Linked DNA regions of Ovis aries: region 1 is linked to region 2. The links are chromatin contacts, called in public Hi-C maps. All regions are on one chromosome and are shown on one strand. Each heading gives the region's core, a stretch centred on a gene start, on an enhancer-like site or on the middle of the called end of the contact. The rest is flanking DNA. Distances are from core to core; before and after follow the strand shown.

Region 1 (2,700 bases), core at 123-2,622, 39 kb before region 2:
TCCCAGGACAGGCTCCTCTCCACCAAGGATGACTTTCCTACTTGGTGCCAACTGTACACTTGCATGCTCCGAAAATAGGGGCAAGTCCTGAATGCCAGAGGTTGCAAGGGCAACGTTTCTATTTTATTACGGGCTGGAGCCCAGGCGATTCCCCAAGGCTGAAAACACTCGACCTATAACCTCGGAGTCCCTTTCCAACTATGCTCTCACCCACGATCATTACATCCTCCACGGAAACCAGTTATTAGTTGCTACAAGGCCTGGAAAAAATAGTAAGAGGGCTCTAAAAGTTCACGGGACCCACAGGGAAAAGGTGGGGGCTTGGAGGGAGAAATCCAAGCGCTGAAGCATCTTGGGCTCCAACGTTCCGAGAGCCAAGATCCATACAAAGCCCCTCGTCCCCGGTGACTGCAGGCAGGAGACCCACCGATCTCCAGTCACTCGGACAGGATGGGGCTCCGGGGGGAGGTCACCCCGCCAGGCAGCCCGGACGAACGCTCTGTCCGGACGCGGTGGGGCAAGCGAGGCGGGGGCTGCAGCGTGGCCGGGCGGAGCGCGCAGCCCCTTCTCCCGGGCCCCTTGCTCCCTCCTTCCCCACGACCAGGCCTCTCCCAACTCCTTCCCCAGCTTCGCCTCCCCCACCCTCCCCTCCCCTCCGTAGACACAACAGAACGAGACCCCCTCCTTCCCTCCCGCAAACCCCACCAACTTTCCCGTCCCCCCGCTTTCTCTCCCACCTCTCAGGAGCACGCAGAAACTGCAGGCCAGGAGGCTCCTCAGGACGGCCCCCATCTTCCCTGCTCGCGTTCGCTTCTCTCACCGGCGAGGGGCGGCCCGAAGAGGGGGAGGCGAGGAGCCGGGGCGGCCGCCGCAGCGGCAGGTCTGCACGCTCATGCTTCCCAGCTTTCCAGAGAGAAGAAAGAAAAGGGGGCCCGTCAAGGCTCCGCGCGCGCTGCCGCCGCCGCCGCCCTCTCTACCGCGCCGCTCCGCCCGGAGCTCGCGCGACGCCAGCGTCTGCTTCCATCCCGCCGCCTCCTCCCCCGGCGCCCCGCTTCCCCCGCGCAGCTCCTCATTCAGCCTCTTCCTCTCACGCAGCGGCGCAGGGATACGCCTCCCACCGTCACGGATCGCCGCCGAGGTCTCCCTGCGCGCGGGCGAGCCCTCCCCTCCCTCGGTGCCGCCTCCCGGGCAGGTTAGAAAAGGAGAGGAAACCGTGCGCACAGCCTCGGCGAGGAGACCCCGGGAGATCTGCGGGACCAGTAGAAGCGGGCCAGAGGGGACAGGCCGCCCAGTGGCGCATTCCGAAGGGATTCTTTCCCGGGCCGGACCCTTCGGCCCTCCCCGCGGAGGGCGTGAAGCGACGTCGAACAACATCGGGAGCCGGCGTGGTCGGGACTACTTTCTGCGGCTCGGCCCGGCAGCCGCCTGCGCCGCTCTTTGTGCGGCCGCCGCCGACCGAGCCAGGTGAGGCTCCAGGTCCACGCCGGCCGCCACCTGGGCCGGGGCCAAGGTGGGCGGCAGGAGACGGCTGGCTGGGCCTGCAGAGCCGCAGGTCCACGCTCGGAGATTCACCTAGATCCCGATACGAGGCATGACTTTAGTCCCAGGGTTGGAAATCTGTTTAAGCATCTTTTTTTTTTTTTTTTAAGGAAAATGAAAACTAATATTGCTTCCATCGGCTTTCAACATGGATCTGGTGAAGGGTATTCAAACGCCAACAGAAAACTGAATTTTTTTTTTAATTTTCTCCTGGTTTCCCAGAACTACAGACTGCCCCCCCCCCCCCCCCCCCCAAGGACTAAAGGATTTCTAACCCGGCAGATAAAATTCCAAGATAAATGCGTCAGCACCTAACAAAGCAAAGGGACGGTGGGCAGAACGGTGCTAGGATTTTGCAAACTGCGTTTAGTGATGAATGTCTGGCATGTTGTGACGATCCGCTCTCAGATTGAGGAGGAAAAGATTCCTCGGAATCTCAGACTCGATTTTGCACAGCCTCTGGCCGGCTGCTCGCCGCAGCAGCCGCCTTTCACTGGGCGTTCAGGAGTAACGGCCCAGAAGCCCTTGGAATCACGTGGCAGCTTGGGGGTGGGGGGTGCGGGTGAAGCTGGGATGGCACCACTGAGAGTTAACCTAAAGGAGCCATCAGCAGCAATCCATCCACCTGTCACTCAACCTTACTGTGGGCAGGTGGCGCGGAGCTGGAGCTACTCCAGCAGTGGTACTCAATATCGTAGTAACACTGAGGTTCACCAAGTGCTGCTCACAGTCAGATTTGACACTCATAACTACCCTGGGGTAAGACAGGTTGTGTCACTTGGCATCCTCATTGCAGAAGAGGAAAATGGGAAACTAGGGGATTCAATGACTTTCCCAAGGTCACTCACGTAGACTATAGCAAGTCCTAACCTAACCCAGGTCTTCCGACCACAGATGCTCTGCTATTTCCAGGAAATGGACACCGAGCCAAGGTGATGCGTGTCTGTAAGCAGATTGTTTAGCGAATCAGTCGTGTCCGACTCTCATGGGACCCCGGAGACTGTAGGCCGCCAGGCTCCTCCGTCCATGGGATTTTCCAGGCAAGAGTACTGGAGTGGGATGCCATTGCCTTCTCTATCCAGGCAGGCTCAGTTCAGTTCAGTCGCTCAGTCGTGTAGGACTCTTTGCGACCCCATGAATGGCAGCCCGCCAGGCCTCCCT
Region 2 (2,700 bases), core at 107-2,606:
TCGTACTGGAGTGGATTGCCATTTCCTTCTCCAGGGGATCTTCCCAACCCAGGGCTCGAACCCGGGTCTCCCGCATTGTAGACAGACGCTTTACCGTCTGAGCCACCAGGGAAGTCCAAAGACCCAGCAGAGCTGAAAGAAAGATTAAAAAAAAAAAACCCAAAACCTTACAACAAGACACCCATTCTTTTTGAACAGATGGATGAATCAGTGGGGGTACAAGTCGAACATGCAAACTGCCTGCAAGGAACTAAAGAAATTTTTAAGTTTCTAGTGACCCTACTCACAAAGATGGAAAATGGAGGTGCAGGGAATTCCCTGGTGGTCCGAGTGGTTAGGACTCCGAGCTGCCAAAGAAGAGAGCACCAGTTCAGTCCCTGGTCAGGAAACCAAGATCCTGGAAGTCAAATGGCGTGGCAAAAAGGAAAAAGAAAACAGAGGCACAGAGGTGTGGGGACGAGGCAGCCCTAACGGAGGCAAAGGTGGGACAGGTGGGGAGTCTGAGAGAGTTAGTCTGTCTTCCCACAGGACACACAGAAAATTTTCAAGACTCCAGCCCATGCCGTGAAACTTCAAAGGCTTAAGCTACAGTCTTCCTTCTCAAACTTCTAAAATGCCTTATAAAATACCTCCTTTACAGAGTTTTAAATACCTGCTTTATGGGGTTCTTTTACAAACATGAAGCCACTTATTCTCAAAACCCAACAATGAGATAGGCTAGACAGATAGGAATTCTCTCCCTATTCACAAGAAAACTGAAGCCCTGAGAGGTTACCTGACTCTGCTCAGGTCCCTGGGGTGTTTTGGGGGGAGGACTAGAGTCACCACCCACCCATCTGCCCTCCCTACCCCTCTCATTGTTCATCCAGCCATGGTGCCCATTGATTTCGCAGAGTGAAATTGCTGGTCCATCAGTCTGTCTTCTAAATCTGCTGCTTCTAAAAGTGAAGAAAAGGTATAAAAAGTACAAGTTATTCCCTAGGCTACTAGACAGGTGTCTAGTTTTGATCTGGGGTGATCAGACTCTCTCACCTTCTATTCTTCACTGAGACCGAACATACAAATAGACAATGGCCAAACTGTCTAAGACAATAGAACTCTGACTCACAACTTTTACCACAACTAGCTGGGAAAACCAAACCAGTCAGCTTCCAACTCAGCAGCCCCAGAACCAACCTGAGAAAGCCGAAGATGCCCCCCAAACCAATCACACAGGATGCCTCACTTTTTGGTAGCCCAAGTCCACCCTCCCCATGCCAAGGACCTCCAGCCAGGGCACCTCCAAAGCCTTCCCTTTTTCTCATTATGAAACATCCCCCCTCCCCTCTCTGCCCTGAGGCTCTGCCTAATGCAAGCGGCGGTGGCTGCCTCCCTCCCCACAGCAAGCTCCACATAAATAGCCTCTGTGCTCATTTGGCTCCTCAGCTTATTTCCACACCACCGAATGGGTAATGAAGGATGTTACAAAACCCAGTTATGAAAAAAGCATCAGTTCTTCAACATTTGTAAAGCGCTTTACAGTCGTCCTAGTACGACTTATAAAAACCCTTTGTGAAGTCCTGCTAGCCCCATTTTAGAGCTGAGAAAATTGAGAAGGAACCAGAAGATTAAGCCCTTTGGCTGATTTGCTGGAGCTGGGATCAGAACAGAACACCCCTTCCCTCCCCACCCCCACTGTTGTTTGAGGTCTGTTGTTTATCCACCGAGCTCAGCCTGCACTTTGGGATCATTACCATTTTAAAGCATTTTACTCTGGGTTGAGTGAATATTAAGAAGTAGATCACATTTCAGCCTGGCGGGTGCTAAAGTATTGTTTTTGGTTTGTTTTTCTAAGTCTTAGTAGACGCCATATGGCCTCTATTAACTTTACTATGTAGCACAATTTGGAAGATCGTTTCTTTTCCAAAATATTTTTCACCGTCATTTAGCATTTTAAAGTTCAGCACACACATCAACCCTTGATACTTGTTTTTCTCAAAGCTGTGCCCTTTCTCTCCCAGGCAAGGGGGGAGCGAGGGAGGCCATAAATCCAGCCAAGTGTATATTGTGTTATTGCGGCTGGGTGGGGTGATGGGGGCGGGGGAGTGTAACCTGCCCTTGCAGGACAAAGTCCTCCTAATGCAAAGGCTTTCCTTTTTTTTAAAAAAAGAGCAGCTTTTGGCTTCCCCTCTCCCCTGCCCTGCTTCAAGGCCAAAGATTGCTGATGATGTTGACTGAAGGAGATGAGAAGAAAGCCAAGATGCTCAGAAAACTGACTTGAGTTTCGAGAAGGGCTGCCTGGAAGGCAGGGGCAGGAGGGACTGGATAATTGTAGTTCCATGCCAGCTCCCCAAAATGCAGCAGCCCCTGCTCCTCTTCACCTGGGGGCATCCAAAAAGGAGGCTGTGTGGCAGCAGTGTTTGGTCTGTATGCCGCCGCACCTGGTGGGCCCAGCAAGGGACACTGTGAGTGCTTTGTTATGGACATGGGCTGAGGCTGATAAACTTTGCACCATGTACAGCTTCATTAGTGCTTCCCTGATAGCTCAGCTGGCAAAGAATCTGCCTGCTATGCAGAAGACCCTAGTTCGATTCCTGGGTCAGGAAGATCCCCTGCAGAAGGGAAAGGCTACCCACCCCAGTATTCTGGCCTGGAGAATTCCATGGACTATATAGTCAAACACGACTGAACCACTTTCACTTTTCACTTTCATAGTTTCAT

What was found. A called contact is a pair of places that touch in the nucleus more often than the background predicts.
Region 1: a Hi-C map of hypothalamus shows a contact between it and region 2, with 2.3 times the contacts expected there. The contact joins the promoter of LRP6 here to the enhancer-like site in region 2. A contact is called at or near these places in 3 of 16 Hi-C or Micro-C datasets (hypothalamus, skin fibroblasts and tail adipose tissue).

What each region holds. Positions count from the first base shown.
Region 1 is chr3:203,191,918-203,194,617 of ARS-UI_Ramb_v3.0, reverse strand. LRP6 (LDL receptor related protein 6) reads right to left here and starts at 1,372. Exons shown (of 23, transcript XM_042247517.2): 1 at 1,222-1,372; 2 at 738-903. The coding sequence starts at 1,300.
Region 2 is chr3:203,152,412-203,155,111 of ARS-UI_Ramb_v3.0, reverse strand. No RefSeq gene overlaps it. Among named protein-coding and RNA genes, the nearest start is that of MANSC1, 33 kb to the right of the region's middle. Within about 2 kb of position 1,356, at least 20 of the 54 cell types and tissues checked have an H3K27ac peak or open chromatin away from gene starts, as enhancers often do. A contact at or near this core is called in hypothalamus and tail adipose tissue, where this site is marked.